Regions from separate parts of the Mus musculus genome. Here regions 1 and 2 are each linked to region 3. The links are chromatin contacts, called in public Hi-C maps. All regions are on one chromosome and are shown on one strand. The core of a region is the stretch at or near the end of the contact, and the rest is flanking DNA. Distances in the headings are between cores, read along the strand shown.

What was found. A called contact is a pair of places that touch in the nucleus more often than the background predicts.
Region 1: a Hi-C map of the C2C12 cell line shows a contact between it and region 3, with 2.4 times the contacts expected there. The contact joins two enhancer-like sites. A contact is called at or near these places in 4 of 484 Hi-C or Micro-C datasets (the C2C12 cell line, ECoMG-derived neutrophils, embryonic stem cells and 1 more), 2 of 115 datasets of contacts at active chromatin or transcription factors (both in embryonic stem cells) and 2 of 9 other capture datasets (adipose tissue and liver).
Region 2: a Hi-C map of the C2C12 cell line shows a contact between it and region 3, with 4 times the contacts expected there. The contact joins two enhancer-like sites. A contact is called at or near these places in 5 of 39 promoter capture datasets (the 3T3-L1 cell line, HPC-7-derived erythroid cells and embryonic stem cells), 8 of 484 Hi-C or Micro-C datasets (B cells, the C10 cell line, the C2C12 cell line and 5 more), 5 of 115 datasets of contacts at active chromatin or transcription factors (the SCID.adh cell line and embryonic stem cells) and 3 of 9 other capture datasets (adipose tissue, liver and pancreatic islet).

Annotation. Positions count from the first base shown.
Region 1 is chrX:164,012,229-164,014,928 of GRCm38.p6, forward strand. Car5b (carbonic anhydrase 5b, mitochondrial) reads right to left here. Exons shown (of 8, transcript NM_181315.4): 2 at 2,575-2,700. Among named protein-coding and RNA genes, the nearest start is that of Car5b, 14 kb to the right of the region's middle. Within about 2 kb of position 1,358, at least 88 of the 459 cell types and tissues checked have an H3K27ac peak or open chromatin away from gene starts, as enhancers often do. A contact at or near this core is called in the C2C12 cell line, where this site is marked.
Region 2 is chrX:164,058,421-164,061,120 of GRCm38.p6, forward strand. No RefSeq gene overlaps it. Among named protein-coding and RNA genes, the nearest start is that of Siah1b, 17 kb to the right of the region's middle. Within about 2 kb of position 1,436, at least 4 of the 459 cell types and tissues checked have an H3K27ac peak or open chromatin away from gene starts, as enhancers often do. A contact at or near this core is called in the C2C12 cell line, where this site is marked.
Region 3 is chrX:163,937,445-163,940,247 of GRCm38.p6, forward strand. Zrsr2 (zinc finger (CCCH type), RNA binding motif and serine/arginine rich 2) reads right to left here. Exons shown (of 11, transcript NM_009453.3): 9 at 2,675-2,730; 10 at 1,862-1,971. Among named protein-coding and RNA genes, the nearest start is that of Zrsr2, 20 kb to the right of the region's middle. Within about 2 kb of position 1,362, at least 59 of the 459 cell types and tissues checked have an H3K27ac peak or open chromatin away from gene starts, as enhancers often do. A contact at or near this core is called in the C2C12 cell line, where this site is marked.

The DNA of each region.
Region 1 (2,700 bases), core at 108-2,607, 75 kb after region 3:
CCCCATTTTTATGCGCCATGATCTTCTTTATGCCTTTCATTAAATTAAAAATCACTAAATCATCAAATTCATTTTCCCGTGTTTTAGGTTCTTACGCCTAATTTTGTTTAATGTAACAATTAAGCTAAATGGCACTCTGAGTAAAACTAATTTTATTTTCATCTCTGGTAATAGGTATATAGCCTATTAAGTCTTTAAGAGTTACTGACTGCATCTCAGGAAAACAGTAAACAGCAATTTGAATAGACAGCCCATGGTTCCTGGGCAGAGAAAGAAGGTGAATGGCAGTGTGCTTCTGCAGTTCCCACAATCTTCTACTTCCTTTACCTCTTGGTCTGCTTTACATGACCTTAAGAAGGCCAGATTGGAAGCTGGGTGTAGAGGTGCATGACCGTCACATTGGCACACCCAGGGACTAAGGCAAGAAGAAGATCCAAATTTCAAAACCAGCCTGAGGCTGGAGAGATGGCTCAGCAGTTAAGAACACTGGCTGCTCTTCCAGAGGTCCTGAGTTCAATTCCCAGCAACCACATGGTGGCTCATGACCATCTGTAATGGGATCCGATGCCCTCTTCTGGCATACATGCAGGTAGAACCATGTATGCATAATAAATAAATAAATCTAAAAAACCCAAAAACTTTTCAAGACCATCCTGGGCTACATAGAGAGTCGGAAGTCAGTCTGAAGTACATAAAAGCAGACAAACAACAGATAAAATGGTCAGATTTGAACCCGGACACAAGTATCGAACCTATAAAGATGACAAAAAGGATGAAGGTAAGAATGACTATGACACTAAAAGAAGCACCAGAGCTGAATTTTTAATCTTTCACATCCTTTCCTGTCTCCAAGTAGCCACCCTTCTGTTGGGCTATTGAATTGTCAGAAACAATAAGTATTATCTTTCCAACTAAGCAGGGGAAGGATATAGGCCTACAGACAAGGACATATGCTCAGTGGGGCAGCAAAGACCATAATATTCTCCTGCCTGAAAAAAACGTTGGGATGCTGTTATATGCCAAGAGTCAAAAAGAAGGAAACTGTGCCCGATTTTCCTCACCAAGTCAGAAACAAGAACATGTCTGAGTATGAGGGAGATTACTCAAAGGAAGTTGGTCCTCTCTGCCACTACTGTCTGCTGCAAATCCTGTCCTAAAGTCACAGCCCACAGGATTTTAAATGTGTAACTTTTAGCTTCCTGCTAAAAAAACAAAAGAAGAAAGCTTCATTAGCTGGATAAGTATGACTAATTTTTTCCATTTCAGGTCATAAACCACAAAGTACTGAATTCACACTCTGGATAGTATGTGGGCATGCTTGTAGGATGCCACACCCAACAACCAGAAATTTCTTATGACTCAGGCCAGTTTCTCTTAACGAGAAGACACCCAGTGCTGAGGGTAAGGGAACTTTCAGTTAACATAGATTTATAGAGCAGTTTTTGAATCCCAGGCTTAAGTGAGATTAATACCGTTGTGGGCAAGCATTTTCATTTACCCGTCTTTTACACATGGAGTCAGGGAAAAACTTAGGTCTCAGTGCAGGCCAACATTCAAGACATCTGTGTGGGGCTTTGTTGCAATGTTTTATTTTCTGGTAGTGGAAATTTCCTCTTTAGTTAGTTAGTTAGCGACCTCATCTGCCCATAAACTCAAATGAACCGTGTCACAAATGCATTCTTTCTCCTCATCTCAATGGTTGGTTCTTATCCAGGGGGCAATTTTGTTCCCTAGAATTCATAGAGAAATATCTACTTTTGGTTTTTATATTTGGGGGCAATGGGAGCCTGGGCTCGAGGGAGTAAATATACCTCCCCACCCCCCAGCCCTGTGCCGGTGCCAAGGTAGAGAATTCCTGCAACACCATGCTATGGACAATCACTCGAGTCTCCGAGGGAGCAGCAGGGCGTTGAAGGAAGAACATATGCTGCCTCATTTCATCGCCCATGTTTACAGTTGAGCACACAATTGCAAGCTGGTCAGCTACAATTAACTCCTGGATTTATAACTCCAGACAGAATATTTTGGAGCATGAACACAATGACCCACTTGCAAAACCCTATATGCAAATTCTATAAATGTAAGATCCAGTGCAACAGCCAGGCAGTGGTGGTGCAGGCCTTTAGTCCCAGCACCCATGATGCAGAGGCAGGCAGATCTCTGTGAGTACAAGACCACCCTGGTCTATAGAGAGAGTTTCAGGGTAGCCAGGGCTACACAGAGATACCCTGTCTCAAAAAACCAATAGATGGATGGATGGATGGATGGATGGATGGATAGATAGATAGATAGATAGATAATCCACTGTAACAATTTGTAGTTTGTAGGTCAACCTTAGTCAAAGGAAACGAATGGTAAGATACCAGACTTCAAGACATTTCAACATCTTCATAGCCCTTGTCCACTTTCAGCATGACATCATCTAGCATACTAAAACAGGTGGAAAAGGACTTTCCATGTCTGCTGTCTTTACAGTCATGTTCACCATTCTTAAGGTGTATAATCCCACACTGGAATGCCTACAGGTAGTTAGCAAGCAAACTTTTCACTCTCTTCATGGAGTGGGGTACTCACAGGCTCGGTTCCTGGTTCTGTATGTGCAGGTATAGAGACTGCAGGACCTCCGTGGCACCAACCTCGGAACCCAGCACCTTCTCCATGGCAATGTACTCGAAGAGACTTGTAGAATCACTCTCAGGT
Region 2 (2,700 bases), core at 186-2,685, 120 kb after region 3:
TGGAGAAAAAAATGTACTGTAGATAAAAGGGATAGCATAGCCAGAGGCAGAGACATGTGGGAGAGTCCAGGCTGAAGCTGACCCCTAAGCTGGACCATGTGAGAAGGGGAGGGGAGGGGGAAAGCCGGGAGAGTGAAGGACAAGCCACCTGAGAATTAGAAGGCTTTTGTCCTCTCTGTGTCTTGGGTCTTTCTCCACCATGGCACAATGCTGATTGGGGTGCCTAAGGTACTTTTGGCTTCTCTTGGATCCTTCTCTGAACATGGCTGCCATTATCATGGCAAGCCTCCTGTGTTTCGTCCCATCTGGATCTCTATTGTTAAAAGTCTCCTGAGCTATCTCTAATAGCTATGACCTATTCATTCCTTCCAACCCTTCTAATCTTTGTAACTTTCTGCCAATATCTGGGGCTGTCTGGGGCTGACTGGGCAAGGAAAGCAACATGAATAGCCGACTGTTTCCCTGGGGCATAAGGATCAATGGCTATGAACTTCCAGTAAGTTTCTCAGAGACACGCCAGGAACCCAGCAGGAGAGTGTCCATTTCTCAGAGATTAGTTGACTTTCAAGAAGCTCAACCCATTGCTGCTGATGGGGCCTAGCGATGAGTGTTGAATGCCTCCTTACCTTGGTCAGTGTTGGCATCCCAGTTTGGTAAGGTTGAGGACAATATTCACTTAGATCACCTTTCTGCATTGAACCCCGGGGGCCCTGGGCCCATTGCAGCTAGTTCCTGGCTTGCTATTATCTGGCCCCTTTCCTCAGTAGTGAAAAGGAGACCTAAAAGCTGCTTACAATCAGCTCAGGTGGGATGATAAGAAAACACTTTCTAATAGGCTGATGAGAGCCTGAGGTTTCTCAGAAAAGGGAAGCGTCTCTGGGTCTTCCAGTTATACAAACCACTGGTTGAAAAAAAGGTAAGGTCTGGGTAAGGTCTGTTCCCGGTTGCCTCCTTCCTCCAGAGGGGGTCGAGGGAGAACAGGGGGTTTCTGACTCAGTATTCAGAGGTAAAAGCCAGTCAGGCAGAAGTGAGGGCAAAACCAAATGAAAGCGAGAACAATTGAGATAAATTCTTGGGACCACAGTTGGAGTCCCCTTCAGACACAGTTGGGTCCTGGACTGGCTGAATGTGTGGACTGTAAGAGGCTATAATGGAGAGTGGTGGCTTTTTACTAAGGTTCGTATTCAGCTCTGGCTCACTGACTTTGAGACTAAAACAGAGGAGCTCCTTTAAGGGTACATTCCAGCCATGGAGGAGGGAGAACGGGGGGGGGGGGGGGCAATGTAAGGAAACTGATCAGGGTGGCCAAGATTCCCTGTACCCACCTGCCAGACTCCCTTGGCAGTCTGAGGGTTGAATGATCCTGCATCTGGCCACTCCACATCAAAAGTGGACCATTCTAGCAGAGCTTCTGTGGTGACAATTTAGCCCCATAGTCTGCCTCATGGGACTCCTGAAAGCATTACAGTATGCATCTCAGGGGCAGTCTGGAAAGAGTATCATGTGTCAACAGTCAGAGAAGACTAAACAAACGCAGACATGGCAGATTCCTTTACGCACACACCAGAACCAGCACAGAAGGGCATCTCTTCTGTCCCAGAGACTGGGCCTATAACTGCTTCAATCTCCCCCATGTCTCTCCAAATGTCTGCATTCCAAAACAGAACACAACAACTCACCAACTGGTCTGAGTTTCAGAGCATATTGGCCAGCAATTTATTTTCATTTTGTTTTCAATTTGTAAATTTGTGCTAGTCAAAGTCTGAGCTCCCCAGGCCTCTCAAATCTGCTGTAAGGGCCCAAAAACCGCTGAAGGAAGGCCTCCTTCCCCTACTCAGTATGTGAAAACAAAGAGCATTTATTCTGGAGAAACAACCAGCATGCAGGGGTCAACAGTTCTTTGAAATGGTTATGGTGACCCCCGACAAAGGCACACAGTCCTTATAGGTAACCAGGGGAACTCTCTAGAAGGATTCAGTAATCTAAATTTCATTGGTGGGTGCTAGGGGTCACAGGTGGCCAGTGGTCTGCATTCCTATGTCATGAATGTTTAATCATATGAAATAGGGCTGTCCAGCACAGATGGCCCATTCTGAGATAAGATATTTCCCCATTTTTGTGGTTATCCCTAGGCTATTCTTTGAGAGAGAGTATTATGATCTTATTCTGGATTTTATGGATTCTTCCTAGAGCTGGTGTCTTATGACTTAGTTTCTGGGACTTACGGTCTGTTCCTGAAGCTGTACCTTATGGATTTTTAAAAAAATCAGTCCTGGTCCTTAAATGGAGACAATGGAGGTTTACCTTTCACTGCAAGAATGCTCATTCCTGTCCAGGGCTATATGCTCCCAGGCCTCTTATGAGGCCAATTCCCTACTAGCAACCTTAAATTTGTGGCAGCAGTGGTCTTGGGCTCTCTGGGCTTCCAATTCCACCTCAGGCTTGCTCTCACTTGGGAATCATCCCAATTCCTGTCCCTGAGTCTGGGTCCTCCAGGGATCTTGTTGGAGCATCCAAAAATGTTACAAAGTTTGATACACCAGGAAATAAACCACAGATTCAATTTAAATTGTAATTAGCTGAATTGATTAAAACCTGCTAGCAAGGTAACAAAAGCCAAATCAAAGGTGTGTTGTCCAGCAGGGGCTAAGGGAAGGGTTTTTAAAGGTGGAGACCACAATTCTCTTGCTTCTGTGGAAT
Region 3 (2,803 bases), core at 112-2,611:
GTTACTGAGAAAAATACTAAAGCTGTTTATATTTTGTTGCTGGTTTTAACGAAACAAAACTCCTGGTTTGAGGTTTGAGTTTTACTCAAGTATATCACTGGAATCACCCTGCATTTCTAGAACTCTAGAAACTTGCAAAATTAAACTTCCTATAAAAAAAATATACTACCATCCTGTTTATATACCCAACCCTTAATCTTTTATCTTTTTTTTTTTTTTTTTTTTTTTTGGTTTTTCAAGACAGGATTTCTCTGTATAGCCCTGGCTGTCCTGGAACTCACTCTGTAGACCAGGCTGGCCTCGAACTCAGAAATCCATCTGCCTCTGCCTCCCAAGTGCTGGGATTAAAGGCATGGGCCACCACCGCCCAGCTTCCAACCCTTAATCTTAGGGTGTAATAGTGGTTTTCATTTTCCTAGCAAGGAATTCGAAAATTCCATATATATATATATATACACACACACACATATATATATATACACACACACATATATATACACACACACACATATATATACACACACAAATATACACACACATATATACACATATATATACACATATATATATGTATGTATTCCTATATATAATAGAGAGAGAGAGATTGATTTTTCAAGACAAGGTTTCTCTGTGTAGCCCTGGGTGTCGTGGAACCCCCTGTGTAGAGAGCAGGCTGGCCTCACACTCACCGAGAACCACCTGTGTCTGCCTCCAGGGTGCTGGGATTAAAGATGTGCACCATCACTGCCCAGGATTTTTTATTTAGTTTTGAAACTTTTAAGGTTTATTTTATGTATGTGAGTGTTTTGACTGTGTTTACATATGTGCATCATATACATGCCTGGTGCCCATGGAGATCAAAAGAAGATATCAGATCCCCATCTCTCTAGCCCCTCCTTTTTAAAATTGATCAATAAATTAGTTTATTTATTTCAAGAATAGGTCTCACTATATAGTCCAAGCTGGCTTTGAACTCACAATCCTGTCTTGGCCTCCCTAGACAAGTTTTGGAATGTAAGGTGGTACCATCCATGCCCACCATAAATGTTTCTTAAATGACAGCATCCATTAAGAGAAGGCTGTTCAAGATTTAGACTTGCTTGATAAATTACATATTTTTTACGCCAGTTTTAAGCACCTGGGAAGGAAGAGCAGAAAAACCCAGAGAGAAGGGAGAAGAATACCCGTGAGGTATTAGAGCTTTGTGTCTCTTCATCTGGGGAACTTGCAGACTGATCTGGCTCGGCACTCTCTTAGCAATCAGAAAATGATGAGAGCTTCACAGCAGCTGGCTACTGTGCAGTGCTGAATCATTCCTGGTTTGGCAGCCGCGCTCAGATGAGTCAGTGTAACTGAGAGCACCCAGTGTACAACTAAACTGATCCACACCTACTTCAAGTAATGTGGGAAATGTTAGCCATGGGTAATGATTGTGCTGGTCATGACGGAAGAGTGCTTAGGGACTGAGCCTGAAACAAACAGCTCAAGTGAGGAAAGCCAATGAATAGAAAACACCTTTGAAAGTGCAGCGTGGTTTAGTGTGGGTATCTTTAGTTTAGATGCTGCTGCAGTGTCACACACAGAACCCAGAACTGAGGATCTGAAGACTGAAAATCAACTTGCAATTCTGTCACCAATATAGTGTGACCTCAGGCATTTATTTCATCCACAGAGTGAAGCACAGACCTGTTAAAGATCTAAACCATATCTACACTATGGTGTCCTTTATGGAACTACTCATCTGTAGTATGAGACAAAAGTGGTGCTTCATCCCTCTAAAATACTGCTTTCTTCCTATGAAGATCCCTTTTGTATAGTGCAGCTAGCTGTGGGGGAAGGGTACCACTACATTGGCTTTTACCACAAATTGCCATTTTCCACCGGGTCACTGGGCAGAATTCACACTGGAGCTGTCGTCCTGCATACCATCGTCCATTAAAAACAGAAAAGGCTGCTTGACAGTCTTCTTCCCTTGGAGGCAAAAATCAAGGGTGTGCTTTATAGTAACTCTCACAACATAGCAAACCTACTCTAAATTAGCCCCTTGTCCGCTTACTGTAGGACTTCAGCTCTTGTATTGCCTAGGTAGTCCTCAGAGCATTCAGATTCCCACAGCCTAGTTTATTCAGAGACCTTTCTCATTGACTTCCGAAAAGTTTTGTCACATGGAAATTGGCTAGTTAAAGCTTCTTAATCTGCAAGATTTGACAATTACATGTGCAAAAGTGTTTCCCCTTGCTAGAACCCATGCTGTCTCTGCTGTCCTTACTACTATGGCTAATTGAAGCCATTAGCCATGGCACTGCTTAGAGAAATGGCAATACATGCAGGAATGACTCAGTAACTACATTGCTATCTGGTCAAGTGCACCCTATTGGGAGCTTTAACCCTTTGTACCTTAGATTGGTATTTTCTACTCTATTCCAATTAGCCTTTATTCAGTTTGTATTTTTATGAAGATTATACTGTATGAAAGAATCAAAACTTCAGAAGTATAAAAAGAATGAAATAAAAGAGTATTATTTTCACATCTTGACTGTTTATGAGCTCTTCATATTGACATTTTGAAAAGTATCATGCATAGGAAAGCTACATATTCAGTGACAGACATCAAAGAAACAATGCCATAGCTATGATGAAACATGGACGATGTGTGTATGTCCCCAATACTTACGACTGGTACTGAACATACACATTGCCCCTCAGATGAGGTTCCAGGTTGCAGCTGACCTAAGGAACAAAGAAGAATTCTGTCACACACACACACACACACACACACACACACACATACACACAAAGTATT